Linked DNA regions of Capra hircus: region 2 is linked to region 1. Evidence: chromatin contacts called from public Hi-C data. All regions are on one chromosome and are shown on one strand. Each heading gives the region's core, a stretch centred on a gene start, on an enhancer-like site or on the middle of the called end of the contact. The rest is flanking DNA. Distances are from core to core; before and after follow the strand shown. Region 1 holds the start of CBR3 (carbonyl reductase [NADPH] 3). Region 2 overlaps DOPEY2 (protein dopey-2).

Region 1 (6,923 bases), core at 2,327-4,826:
CTTTGTCAGTGAGTCCCCCCGACTGGACTCCGTGCTCCATGAATAGGACTGTCTGTGCCCACAATGTTCACCACTGTAACCCCGGCACCAGAGTAATGCCTAGGTTATGGCAGGTGCTCAATACATGCTTGTGGAAATAGTAATAAATGTTATTTAGTGAATACGTGAAGGTGTGGGTAAGATATTTCCTAATAAAGAAAAGTTTCCTCTGGATGTTCTGAATCAGCTTGGCAAAGGTTGGTACAAGAAGAAAAGAATACGGACAAATTCATAATCATGCAAGAACAGGCCCTTTCCCCAAGCCCCAGGTGAGCTGGGTGAGGACTGGTCACCTTGGGGAGTTGAGAAGGACTCACTGAGGTTGCTCAAAGGCAAGATGCCTTATGAGAGTTGCAACACCTTCTCCTTCTAGGGTTGAGTTAATGACTTGGGACCCAAGATTGCTGTGTATCATACTTATCTTTTATTGTTGTTTTGCAGGAGATGGGAGTTGAGCCTTTAATAAATGGTGATGAGACAACTGGGTAGCCATTTGCAAACTGGTACATTTAGATCCCCTCTTCTTCCTTCAGTTCAGTTGCTCAGTTGTGTCTGACTCTTTGTGACCCCATGGGCTGCAGGACGCCAGGCTTCCCTGTTCATCACCAACTCCCAGAGCTTACTCAAACTCAAGTCCATTGTGCCAGTGATGCCATCCAACCATCTAATCCTCTGTCGTCCCTGTCTCCTCAATGAATCGGGTATCTAAACATGCACGTATCTATACACAGCTAAGGGAATTCATGCCTACCAACACACAAGTTAGGGAGAAAAGTGAAATAAGTCTTCCATAAATTTGGTGTGGGATGAGATGGTTGGATGGCATTACTGATTCAGTGGGCATGAACTTGGTCAAACTCCGGGAGATGGTGAGGGACACGGAAGCCTAGCAGTCTGCAGTCCATGGAGTCTCGAAGAGTCGGACACAACTTGGCGACTGAACAGCAAAGTACCTGTCCTTCAATAAAGCTGAAATGTTCAGATGAGAAGCCAGGTACTGTGAGAAGATAATGCAGCTTTCTATTTTTTTCCCCTACGGAGAAGTAGCTGCCCGGAAGACTCCTGGGGGACAGGTCCCTGTGGCTCACTCCTTGCTGAGGGAGACAACCTGACGGTCAGCAAAGCTGGACTCACCATGAGGTTTGACTATCGGCAGTAATTCGGTGCAGACGTTTCTCGTGGCAAAGAAGTTTGTCTTCAGCGTCATCTCAGCTTGAATGTCAAATGGTGTTGGATCATCAGCTTTTCAAAAAGAGACGGAAACAAAGTCACACATTTCCCCCCTGAAATTCTCAAGACAAAGTGGATCTTATCTCTGATTAAAAGCAAAGCAAGGTAACTGTAAAACAATTTCAAGGGCTCCCCTGGTGCCTCAGTGGTAAAGAATCTGCCTGCCAATGCAGGGGACATGTGTTCCATCCCTGATCCGGGAAGATCCCACGTGCTGCAGAGCAGCTAAGCCAGAGGGCCAAAACCATTGAGCCTGTGCCCTAGGGCCCTGGAGCCGCAACTACTGAGCCCCCATGCTACAACTACTGAAGCCCGAGCACCCTAAAGCCCTTGCTCTGCGACGAGAGAAGCCACTGCAATGAGAAGCCTGCACGCCACAACTAGAGAAAAGCCGGCACAACAACGGAGACTCAGCCCAGCCAAAGATGTTTACATAAATTAAAAGCAGGAGGCTGATGGTTCTCAGACGTCCAGCCTCTATCTGAAGCATCCGCAGGGCCTGTTAGAACACAGCTTTCTGGGACCTGCCCCCAGAGTTTGGGATTAAGGAGTTCCGGGGTGGGGCTTCATAATTTGCATTTCTAATTCAGTTTCCAGGTGACGCTTCAACTACGGGCTTGTGAGCCACACTTGGAGCAGCAGTGGCCAAACCCATCTTGAAAGGGCATAGGAGGAAGCACCTGGCGATTCTGCTAAAATGCAGATTACAGTTCAGCAGGTGTGGGGCTGAGGCTGGCAATTCTGCGATTCCCGCAGTTCCCAGAGTCGCAGGTACTGCTGGTCGAGGGTCAAAACTCTGAGGGGCGAGGATTGCCAGATGAGGTCAGTGTACCCCCCATGTGTTGTCCACCCATCCCTCAGCTGTGCGCTCCGAGGGGGTGTCCGCCAACTCCCCGCCTGAGCGCGCAGAAAGCCCGGCAGCCTGAGTTGCCCCAACGGGTGCCCCGGGCGGCCCAACGCCCAAAGCCGAGGGAGATGAAGACTTAGGCTTCACAATGCTTCCTTTTCCTCCGCTCGGCCTCTTAGATTTCTCTTTCCCATTAGGTTGTAAGTGAGGCCAGCCTTTTATTTTCTACCCGCAGCACAAGGCAGATCAATAACTTTCTTATTCGAGTCATGGAGCAAGTAATTTCCATCTCCCTGCCCCTCTCCAAAGAAGGATGCTGCTTAAAACCACCCTTAAAAAAAGAAAAACCCAGAACAAACCTTCTATGTTTGATAACAAGCGGAGCTTCCCTGGGGGTGGGAACCACACTCGCTTCCTTTTTGCCAGAGCCTATCAAAGCCCTGCGTTAGAGACCCAAGTCCACTAGCGTGCATATGCGCGCTAATCCGTGTCTCCGAGACTCACTTCCTGTCCCGAGCAGATGCCTCCTGGTGTCTATGAATGCGCTCTTTGAGGGAAAGCGAAAGCCCAAAGAGAGCTTGGAGACCCTTCGCAGAGCAAATGTTTCTGGCATTAGAAAGCTGATGAGCTTAGCAGGGCGTGGTCCCCTCCCCGGAGACCGACTCTTGCAAAACTCAGCAGCTGACGGTTCTGGGAGGGTCCCGGGTGGCGCACTGTGGCGCACAGGCCCGCACAGGCCGGCGGGCAGGCGGGGCACGCTTGGCACGCTGTGCCCGGCACCGCGGCTGCTCTCGAGCGAAACGAACCGCTCCCGCGACTCCGTGGGAAGCGAGCACCAGCCGTGGGAGGCGAGAGCCGAGCGCATCCCGAGGGGCGGGCGCTCCCTTTCCGATCACTCCAGTGGATGTGTGGGGGCAGGGGCGCGTGCATTTCGTCGCGGGGCGCCCTCGGAGAGCCGGAGACCTCCCACCCACCCCTTCACCTACTGTTGAAGGCAATGCCCGCGTTGTTGACCAGCACGTTGAGCCCCCCGTACTCCTTGCGCAGGAAGTCGCGCAGGGCGCGGATGCTCTGCAGGTCGTCGATGTCCAACTGGTGGAAACGAGGGCTCAGGCCCTCCGCCTGCAGCTGCTGCACGGCCGCCCGACCCCGCGCCTCGTCCCGCGCCGTGAGCACCACGTCCCCCGGGAACTCCCGGCACAGGTCGCGTGCGATGGCAAAGCCGATGCCCTTGTTGGCCCCGGTGACCAGCGCCACGCGGGTGTAGGACGACATGGCCGGTGTGCAGGGAGCGCGGGGCCCTTGGGTGGAGAGCGATCCGGGCCGTGGGCCACCGGCGGCGCGCGCTGCGGAGGCCGGTCCACAGTCTGAGAAGCCAGGAAGAACTGGGTTCTAGGCTCCAGCGCTGTGACTTGTAGAGAAAGAGCCTCCGGTCCTCGATCCCTCCCCTCCTAGGAGGGGCGGTCTGTTCTTGAATGTTTTGTAACGCCCCATTCCCGGGTCCGCCCCCTCCCCGCGAGGCGCCCACTGTTGATCCCGCCTCTGAGCCACAACTGAGCCAAGCGGTGGTCTACGGGGGTGGAGAGAGGCTTCCCCTAAAACATAAACCAGACAGTGGTGAGTCGAAAGGGTCTGAAGATTTACCGCAGTCTGAATGAAGAAACTATCGCAGGAGAAACCCCAAAGGAGAAAAACAAGTGTTGACAATTTTCTTGGGCATGCGCCTGTCATCTTCTGCAAAATGAGGATACTTGCTTTTTTCTTGAATACAGTGAAATGATTTCGACACGGTACCTGCTTCTCAAGACCTCGATCCCATTCCTTGCTTCAGAGAAACTCAAAAGAGGGAATGAGAGAAAAAAGGTCCCAAGAACAGATTTCCAGGTGTGGGCCGGGTACCCAGCTCTGTGGGATCCCAGTGCGCCCCCAAGTGGGCGAGAGTGTTTATGAAACTCCCACTGTGTGCCGAGCGTCTTGCCGGAATGTTTTTATTCATCTTGCATAACTCCTGTGGGTGCTAAGTGTCTCCCCTGGAGAAGGAAATGGCAACCCACTCCAATATTCTTGCTGGGAAATCCCGTGGACAAAGGAGCCCGGCGGGCTACAGTCCCGTGGACTCTCAAAGAGTCGAAAAAGGCTTAGCAGCTAAACAACAATTAGGATATACATTTGTATATATATGTATATATATAATTTCTCCCAGTGAAATCTCTGTGCCCACAAAATTTAACTGAAAATGAATCTCTAAAGGTGTGTCACAGTGTGGACAAGTAATTAGGACTCTTCAACCCACTCTTTTTAGTGTGATCTGAGTGCATTCAATTGGTGACTTTCAGATTTATGGAGAGCAGTGATTTCATGACTGAGCTTTTCTCAAGCACAGCTTGGCTGAGCTACCCAAGCCTGTCACCTTGACAGCACTTTCTTCATCAAATCAACAAGTGAGGTCAGGAAGGTGGGCACCTGCTGTGGCTCAGCAATTATTTTCTTTTTTCCCCTAAAGATTATTTGGATCTCTCTTTTCAAAATGTAAGGCTATTTAGGTTTTCTACTTCTTCTTGAGAGCTTAATTCACGTTTTCCAAAATATTTGTATATTTTATCTATGTTATTGATACTGTCATGAAGTCATTGATAATATGCCTGTATTAATCCTTGTAATATCCATAGCAATGCCACTTCTCTCACTCCTGATATTGGCAATTTCTGTCTTTCATTTTTTTTTTCCTGATCTGTCTGGTTAGAACTGTTCATTTACTTCAGGAAGAAGCTTTTGATTTCATTGATATTTTTCTCCATTTTTTCTTGTTATATTTCTTTTCTAACGTTTATTTCTTCTCTTCTCATTTGGGGTTTTATTGGCTCATTTTCCTAGTTGGTTTGTGTTGTGCTTCTTTTCGTTTGTTTTGTTTTTTGAGTCTTAACTATGGAAGCTGAGATCATGGATTTGAAATCTTTCTTCTTTTCTAATATAGACATTAAGGGTTATTAATTTCCCTTTTAATACTATGTTAGTGCCATCCCATAAACACTGATACATTGTGCCTTCACTTTCAACCAGTTTAAAATAATTCTAGAATTTCCTGGCAGTCCAGTGGTTAGGACTCTGTGCTTTCACTACCAAGGGCCCAGGTTCAATCCCTGGTTGGGGAACTAAGATTCCATAAACTGTGCTGTGCAGCCAAAAAAATAAAAATAAAATAGGTAACTTCTAATTTACTTTTTGATATATTCTTTGACCAAGGGTATTTAGAAGTATTTTTTTAAGCTTCCAGCTGCTTGGGGATTTTCCAGATACCTTGCTGTTACTGATTTCTTAATTCTGTTGTAGATGGAGAATATGTTTTGTATGACTTGAATTCTTTTAAAGGAGTTTTTTAAAGCTAGGAGAGAGAGAGAGGAAAACATTTTTATGCAATAGGAATTATTTCAAAAAGAGGTAAAAATAGGTGACGGAGACAAAGCGAATAATTCAAGAACAAAATGTGTGGGAAGGTGAGTGCAGATGGGTCCTAGGGCTCAGACGGGGGCCTGGCCTTGGAATCAGGACACCTCCTGTGACAGGGCAGGCTGTGCGTGTGGGTCTAGTGGTAGGATGTTGGGTGGCTCTCCTGGGGGCACTATTTTCCCTTTTAGGGATGAATGATTTGAGATCATTAACAAGAAGGATTCTTTGGGGAGACTTGAGGAAAGTGTAGCCATCTTGCAGAACAGGAAAGTAAATTTATTAGGGAATTAGGCAGCATTGATGAGCAGAGTTGGGGGCCCATTTGAGACCTGTGGTCATAAATGTCAATTTCCTCCTGGCACCGTCCACCCACTCGTGCAGCTGCAAAGCTGGATAGCTGGTGTTTCACCAGGCTCACATAACACAGCGAGAGATGTTTGCAAGGCAAGGGGTGTAGTGTAGGGCTATGGCCTCTGAGGAGAGAGGAGAGGACACCAGAGGTTTGGAGACTCATAGTAAGTGAAGAACAGTAGGGCTGACGGAACAGAGGCCTCTGAGGACAGGACCTCCCTGGAGGCAAGCTTGTAGACTGGAGCCAAGCTGCGTCCTGGGGGTCAGCGTGGGATGCTTTGAGACTGAGATCTCAGGGGTTGTACAGATGAACCAGGTGAAGAGGGCAGGGGCACTTGTGTTGGTGTTTAGAAGTCAAGGAACTGGGAAGCCAGATACTGGATGGAACCGTCACATGTCTACTGAGTTCCTCAGAAAGGAGGACAAGTGTGGAGGGAAGAAAACACTGAATAATGTGCTGGCCTCAAGGTCTGTGCCTTTGGCTGTTTCTGTCCTAAGACTTTTTTTTTTTCTTTTAAAGAAACAAGGGTTCCCACATCTTCATTTCGCACTAGGCCTCAAATTATGTAGCAGGTCAATGAAAGGGAGTCTGGGGTGGTTTGGGGAGAGTTTGTTGCTCATAGTAGGGGGCTTCCCAGGTGGTGCAGTGGTAAGGAAGCTGCCTGGCGGTGCAGGAGACATAAGATGAGGGGGTTCGATCCCTGGGTCAGGAAGATCCCCTGGAATAAGAAATGGCATGCCACTCCTGTGTTCAGCCTGGAAAATTCCATGGAGAGAGGAGCCTGGTGGGCTACAGTTCATGGAGTCACAAAGAGTCAGACACTACTGAGCATGCATGCACAAATGCACACATGCACACACGTTACTTATAGCAGTCATTTCCAGTTTTTCATGTTAGAATTCCTTGGGGATCTTATTTAAAAAAAAAATTCTGATGTCTGGCTCTTTCCCCAGACATTGTGATTTAATTGCGTTTGGGTGTAACCCAAGCACTGGCAGTTTCAAAAGC
Region 2 (6,923 bases), core at 1,514-4,013, 60 kb before region 1:
TCTGCTACAGAACCACCACCCGCACAGAAATGAGCTGAATGTGGACGGTGGTCACCGAGCACCTGCCCTGCCCTCCTGACAAGACAGCCCGGGTCTCTCCCACCTACCCCACGGCCTCAGAGAAGACCAGCACTGCCCCTGGAAGAACACAGACTGCTCACCAGACAGGTATAAAATGGGAAGAAGAACAGGACAATCTCCAGGTTATTTCTTTGCACCAGCACGTTTGAGTCCAACAGGGAAGCACATAAGGACTTTATCTGCAAGGGACAAAACGCCGTGAACATTTCACGCCCAAGACATTGAGCATCATTTGCAGCTATTCTTTTTAATCGTAAAAATGAAAACAACTGTCCCTGGTCATCTTGAAACCATTGTGTTAACGTCACGTGGAACAGAACAACATGGTGTAAATATGGGAAACTTGGTTCTAGCTCCAGATGCTGGAGGGGGGGCTCTGTGTGATGGGAAAGACGGCACTGTTTGATTTCAGAAGTGGAGAGGCTTGGACCAGATGGCCAGGCTCAAAGACCTCAGGTCCTACAATCCCAGAAAGAAACGTTTTTAGGTTCCAATGGGGACCTTCGACTATACTAAAACTCCAATGACATCCAGCCAAATGGACTCCAAACCAATTCAATGCGGATTTTGAGGATCCTTTCTGAGTGCAGACAGATGTGCTACAGCTGCCCGATAGAAAACCAGCCGTAAGAAGAGTTTTAACAAAAAGCTGTGAGAACCGGGAAGAGGAGAGGGCGAGATCTTTCATCGGTGGGGGGGGGGGGGGTCGGGGAGGGGAACAGCGAAGCTTTATGGGGAAGCTGAGCTTGAAAGACAGGCAGGACAGACGCTGAGATGGGAGAGAAGAGACGGGCAGTGAGCGCAGGACGAGGGAGGGACCAGCTCAAGCAAAGACGGCATCACAGACTTGCCAGGCCAGGAGGGGCGGCGAGCTCTGGGAGCGCAGATGGCCAGGAGGAAAGAGTCAGGCCTCTGGGCGACTGGGAGCAGACCACCAGGGCACTCCTGAGGATGGACTTTATTTGCTGGCAGCAGGTAATTTTTCAAGCACAGAAAAGATCTAAGCAATGTTATGCTTCAGCAAGTGAAGTCTCACAGCAACCAAAAAAGCACTGGATGGGAGAGGGAAGAGATGGGGAGAAATCAGTTAGAAAATTACATGGTGGTCCGGGAACAAGACCGAAGGAGACGAAGCAGGGAGGTGAAAACAGAGGAAGAGACGCAGCGGTGCTGACGGGGCAGAGGAGGGAGTGTGTCTGTGAGGGTCTCCTCTGTCCTAAGCACTGGACGACGTCCCTTCATCACTCTTTTCCTTGGAGATCTATTACTTCCACGGTGCAAAGAGGAATGGATTCAGCGGGGTAAGGAATCGCTGCCCACTTTCTTAACGATGAAATCAGCTTTGAACGTTTTCAGTTTGAAGCAAGATCCACCACTAGGTGGCGATAGACTGCAAGCCATCAAACAAGCCTTAAGTTTGGGAGAACTGATTTGACTCAGAGCGGAAATTGATGTTTTTGAACTGTGGTATTAGAGAAGACTCTTGAGAGTCCCTTGGACTTCAGGGAGATCCAATCAGTCCATCCTAAAGGAAATCAGATCTGAATATTCATTGCAAGGACTGACGCTGAAGCTGAAACTCCAATACTTTGGCCACCTGATGCGAAGAACTGACTGACTCACTGGAAAAGACCCTGATGCTGGGAAAGATTGAAGGCTGGAGGAGAAGGGGATGACAGAGAATTAGATGGTTGGCTGGCATCACTAACTCGATGGACATGAGTTTGAGCAAGCTCTGGGAGTTGGTCATGGACAGGGGAGCCTGACGTGCTGCAGTCCATGGGGTCTCAAAGAGTCGGACACAACTGAACGACTGAACTGAACTGAACTGAAGTTTGGGAGTGTTCCCCTGATAGCTCAGTTGGTAAAGAATCTGCCTGCAAGGCAAGAGACCCCAGTTCCATTCCTGGGTCGAGAAGATCCCTGGAGAAGGGATCAGCTACCCACTCCACAATTCTTGGGCTTCCCTGGTGGCTCCATCTGCCATTTGGGAGATCTGGGTTCCATCCCTTGGTTGGGAGATCCCCTGGAGAAGGGAAAGGCTACCCACTGCAGTATTCTGGCCTGGAGAACTGGAGAAGTTTGGGGAGAAAAAGACAACAGATCTGAGAAATTCCCAGTTTTCAAGGTCATGAGAAGGCAGGTCACCTCCAGGGAAGAAGGCCTGGGGACAGACCCCTGAGGAACCTGGACAACCTAGGTGTGTGAGCAGCCAGAGGGAGAGGAGGGCACACAGGAGGATGGCAGGAGCCGGAGGTGGGAGCCTATTTGCGGGCGGTGGTCAGTGGTCAGTGTGATGGAGGTAGCGGGGGCGGGGGCTGAAAACACGGCTGCGACTCAACAGCAAACCCCCAGCTGAGGGCTCTCAGGAGCCACCTGTATTGCTGAAGGGCCCTGCTCAGGTGTGAGTAGCACGTGTGAACACACGCGTGATGCAGGTGTCAGAGACCACGACCACGTCCCCATGTGGGCTGCACAGCGATGCCGCCTCCTCACCTGCTCAGTCTCTCCAAACACCTCCACATCCTGCTGTGCCCACCCGCCCTCACTCCACCCCAGCCCCGCCCCCCACCAGGCCCGGGGCACCCACCGTGAGCTGGTAGTCAGTCCCCAGCATGTACTTCTGCTCCCGGCCGGGCGCGCCCCGGTTGATGTGGCCCACCACGAAGAGCGAGGCGGGCAGCCGGATGGACGGGCTGGCCAGGATACTCCCCCAGAGGGCAGCGTAGAAGACCTCCCTGCCGACCACCAGGGACAGCCTCAGGAGCAGCGCGTCCGTCCTAGGACGGGAGAGCACAGCGTCAGGGCGATCCCCGCAGGCCAGGGAAACACCACCTCCCTCATTCTGAGCCGCCGCCGTCTGCCCCTTCGGTGTCTGTCTGTCCATCCGCCAGCTGGCACTGAAAACTGAATTTTCTAGGACAAACGTGTCACCGAGACGGGCCACGTCTTAGCTGAGGGGCAGCGTCTGACCGGTTGTGTCCCCCTCGGGGCACAGAGATCCGTCTCCACCTCTGGCCTCACCACAGATGTCACTGTGCTTGTGGGAGGTGGGCCCACTGCCCCAAGGAGATGAGCAGATCGGCTTCCCTGTATAAAAGCACGAGGAGTCATTAATGTGCGGAAAAAGCAAAAGGCTGACACGACTGATTAAAGATCAAAGTAATGATAAAGACTTCCGTAGTGGCTCAGATGGTAAAGAATCCGGCTGCAATGCAGGAGACTTGTGTTTAATCCCTGGGTGGGGAAGATCCCCTGGAGAAGGAAATGGGAAACCACTCCAGTAGTCCTGCCTGGAGAATCCCATCGACACAAGAGCCTGGCGGGCTACAGTCCATGGGGTCACAAAGAGTCGGACACGACTTAGGGACTGTCACTCACTCAGTGATAAAGACATCCCTGACCTGAGCCCCTGACACTGGGCTTCAGAAATACTGGGGACAGGTGTTGCCTGGGCCTCCCACCCCATGGCACAGTCTAGAAGGTCTGGGGCCGTTTCCCGACACTCTGCCCCCAGCACCTCCACACCTCGACTGCCACAGCAGGAAGCACTCCTGTGGACCACCTGCCTGGATCCAGGTCTCATCTTTACCTGGGATGCCGTGACATCGCATCAGCACTTGGATGGACCTCCTCGGACAGCAGCAGCATTGGGGGGCGTGAGCTTGTTTTTCCACCGACACAGACCGAGGCAGGCCCCTCTCCGCTTGGGGAGTATCTGCGTCTAGCGGGGCCCTTTCCCACCAACTGTGAAAACACAGCTTGTGGGCCCGGTGACGGCACTTATTACCGCGGAGGCAGCTCCCACGAAGGGATTTCACTTCAGGAGGGGGTCTGACTTGAAATCTAAAATGAGTCCATCTTTCATATGCTTCCTATTTGCATCGACCACGGCGGGGGGTGGGGTGGGAAAAAGACAGGACGACAAGCCCAGAATAAAGCAGTGGCGTTCTGGAATCAACAATCCTGTGTCTACTTCTTGGCAGTGGAGCCTGGGACGAATGAAAGCCCTGTGCATGTCATCTCTCAGCCGTGGCGGAGAAAAGGGGTGAAACTACGCGAGCGTCTCTTGAATATACACTCATCATGGGTCTGTTCTCCTAGCTGACCATCCCCAGTGCCCAGATGGGCGTATGACATGCAGCTGGCCCTCCAGAAGACTGTCAGATGAATGCCACTCTCTCCACTTCACTGTGACCCACGCTGCGTGCAGCTTGCTCTGGTTGTTCAGCCGCTAAGTCACGTCCGACTCTTTGTGACCCCACTGACCGCAGCACACCAGGCCTCCCTGTCCCTCACCATCTCCCGGAGTTTGCCCAAGTTCAGCTTGCCCAGTATATATTTAAACATTTCGTACAAAAAAAGTCTACTACCTTTCAACATCAAAAATTAATTCTGTTTTCCTTAACCCTAGCATGAACCTTTTCGACTCATAACATACCCGTAGCAAATGACGCAGAGGAAAAAACATGAAGAAGCATCAGTAACAGCCAAATGCTTAGAAGGACACAGAATGGTTTAGTGGCTAAAGGTATTGATCAGCCTTCTGTCAGGGCTGAGCCAACTAATACAGCTTCTCTCTGCTGAGCTCTGAAAACCACCAAAAGCGCTAGTTTGGGGTAGAAGCACCATTCAGCAGCTGCAGTTGCGGTAAGCTGGGCAGATGGGTCCCTGTGGACACAGTGGACACACAGGATGGTCCTGAGCTAGGAAGAGATTCCCACAGCAGCAGATTAATCCAGGAAGCCCCTGGAGAGCTCTCCAGGGTCCCTATCACACAAGACCAACGCCAAGCTAAAACCCATCACAAACACTACAGCATGGACACTGCTGTCTCCTGCCCCTTGCTTACAAAAGCGTATCCCCAAAGCATGTTTCAGGGAACAGTGGCCACCATAGAGGGGGTTCCACCGTCTGAGAGCCTGGGGAATGCCACTTACACTATCCCGTCTTCAACATTCAGAGAACACTGCCCAGTTTTCTTTATTAAACGGGCTTCCCTTGTGGCTCAGCTGGTAAAGAACCCACCTGCAATGCGGGAGACCTGGGTTCAATCCCTGGGTTGGGAAGATCCCCCAGAGAAGGGAAAGGCTACCCACTCCAGTATTCTGGCCTGGACAATCCCATGGACTGTACAGTCTATGGGCTCGCAAAGAGTCAGACAAGACTGAATGACTTTCACATTAAAGCAGCAGTTTAATATAAAAATAAAAATTTTACCTTAAAAATGAATGGATATTAAAAATTGAAATAATGTTACAGGTTAGAAAAACAAGCAATTATGAAAGGACTCTGCCGTGGAGGGGGGTTTCCTAGGTGGTGCTAGTGGTAAAGAATCTGCCTGCCAATGCAGGAGAGGCAGATTTGATCCCTGGGTCAGGAAGATCCCCTGGAGAAGGGAATGACAACCCACTCCAGTATTCTTGCCTGGAGAATCCCATGGACAGGAGGCTAGAGGGCTACAGTCCATGGTGTCATAAAAGTGTTAGACATGACTGAGCAACTAAACAAAACTTCTATGGAGAGCAAAGTAAAGAGCACGATAACTGGGGTTAAAAGCTGAAGTCAAAGTCACTCAGTCGTGTCCGACTCTTTGCGACCCCATGGACTGTATCCATGGAATTCTCCAGGCCAGAATACTGGAGTGGGTAGCCTTTTCCTTCTCCAGGGGATCTTCCCGACCCAGGGATCAAACCCAGGTCTCCCACATTGCAGGCAGATTCTTTACCAGCTGAGCCACAGAGGAAGCCCAAGAATACTGGAGTGGGCAGCCTATCCCTTCTCCAGCAGATCTTCCCAACCCACATATCGAACCGGAGTCTCCTGCATTTCGGGTGGATTCTTTACTAACTGAGCTTTCGGGGGGGGGGGGGGCGAGGGGGAAGGCTAATTAACTGTCTACTAAAGAATTATTCACTTATCACCTTAACTGTGAAGTTCCAAAATAAGTGTGCACAGTTTAGCATCCAGAATGGAAATCTTCTGTATTTAAAATAGACAGTTAATAAAACCAAACACATACACCATCCCCTAACCCCTTCCTCAGTCACCTTAGCTGCTGCTTCCTGTCCTCCGTGAACACAAGCTCATTCCTACGAAATTGCCACACACTCTTCTACCCAGCTGACAGCCAGTGAGGAAGGCGGGCTGTGTGCCGTGGGCCCTGGGCACTTCCTGACTCTGGCCACGTGGTCACTTGCTGAATGGACCCTCGTGGAAGCTGAACTATCATGAGACCAAACAGCCTGGGGCTGTGACCATCTGAACCAGCAGGGCAATAACAACAGCGCCCTGCAACATCACATCAAGTAAACACGGGAGAAGGGGAAAATCAACCCTGAATACTCAGTGGAAGGACTGATGCTGACATTGAAGCTGCAACACTTTGGCCACCTGATGCGAACAGCTGGCTCACTGAAAAAGACCCTGATGCTGGGAAAGACTGAAGGGCGAAGAGAAGAGGGCAGCAGAGGATGAGATGATTGGATGGCATCACCGATTCAACGGATGTAAACTTGGGCCAACTCTGGAAGATAGTGAGGGACAGGAAGGCCTGGTGTGCTGCAGTTTGTGGGGTTGGAGTTGAAAAAGTTGAACGCGACTTAGCGAATGATCAAGGGGGAGAAAACTCTAGGACCAGCAGGGCTTCATCAGCGTGGTGCTGGCCTTGGCCAGAAGAGGGGCCAATGAAGATTCGCCCACTCTCATTTAAATCAGGGTTTCTCACCCTGTACCACCTGGACCCCTGGGGCTGGGCCTTCCTTTGCAGTGGGGGCAATCGTGTGCATCCTGGGATGTTCAGGCACACCCCTCACCTCTACCCACTAGATGCCAGTAGCACC

What was found. A called contact is a pair of places that touch in the nucleus more often than the background predicts.
Region 2: a Hi-C map of blood shows a contact between it and region 1, with 3 times the contacts expected there. The contact joins the enhancer-like site here to the promoter of CBR3 in region 1. A contact is called at or near these places in 4 of 5 Hi-C or Micro-C datasets (blood and liver).

The regions. Positions count from the first base shown.
Region 1 is chr1:148,319,567-148,326,489 of ARS1.2, reverse strand. CBR3 (carbonyl reductase [NADPH] 3) reads right to left here and starts at 3,576. Exons shown (of 3, transcript XM_018052701.1): 1 at 3,103-3,576; 2 at 1,174-1,281. The coding sequence starts at 3,391.
Region 2 is chr1:148,378,636-148,385,558 of ARS1.2, reverse strand. DOPEY2 (protein dopey-2) reads right to left here. Exons shown (of 37, transcript XM_018052737.1): 5 at 2,672-2,861; 6 at 162-260. Among named protein-coding and RNA genes, the nearest start is that of DOPEY2, 42 kb to the right of the region's middle. Within about 2 kb of position 2,763, at least 1 of the 5 cell types and tissues checked has an H3K27ac peak or open chromatin away from gene starts, as enhancers often do.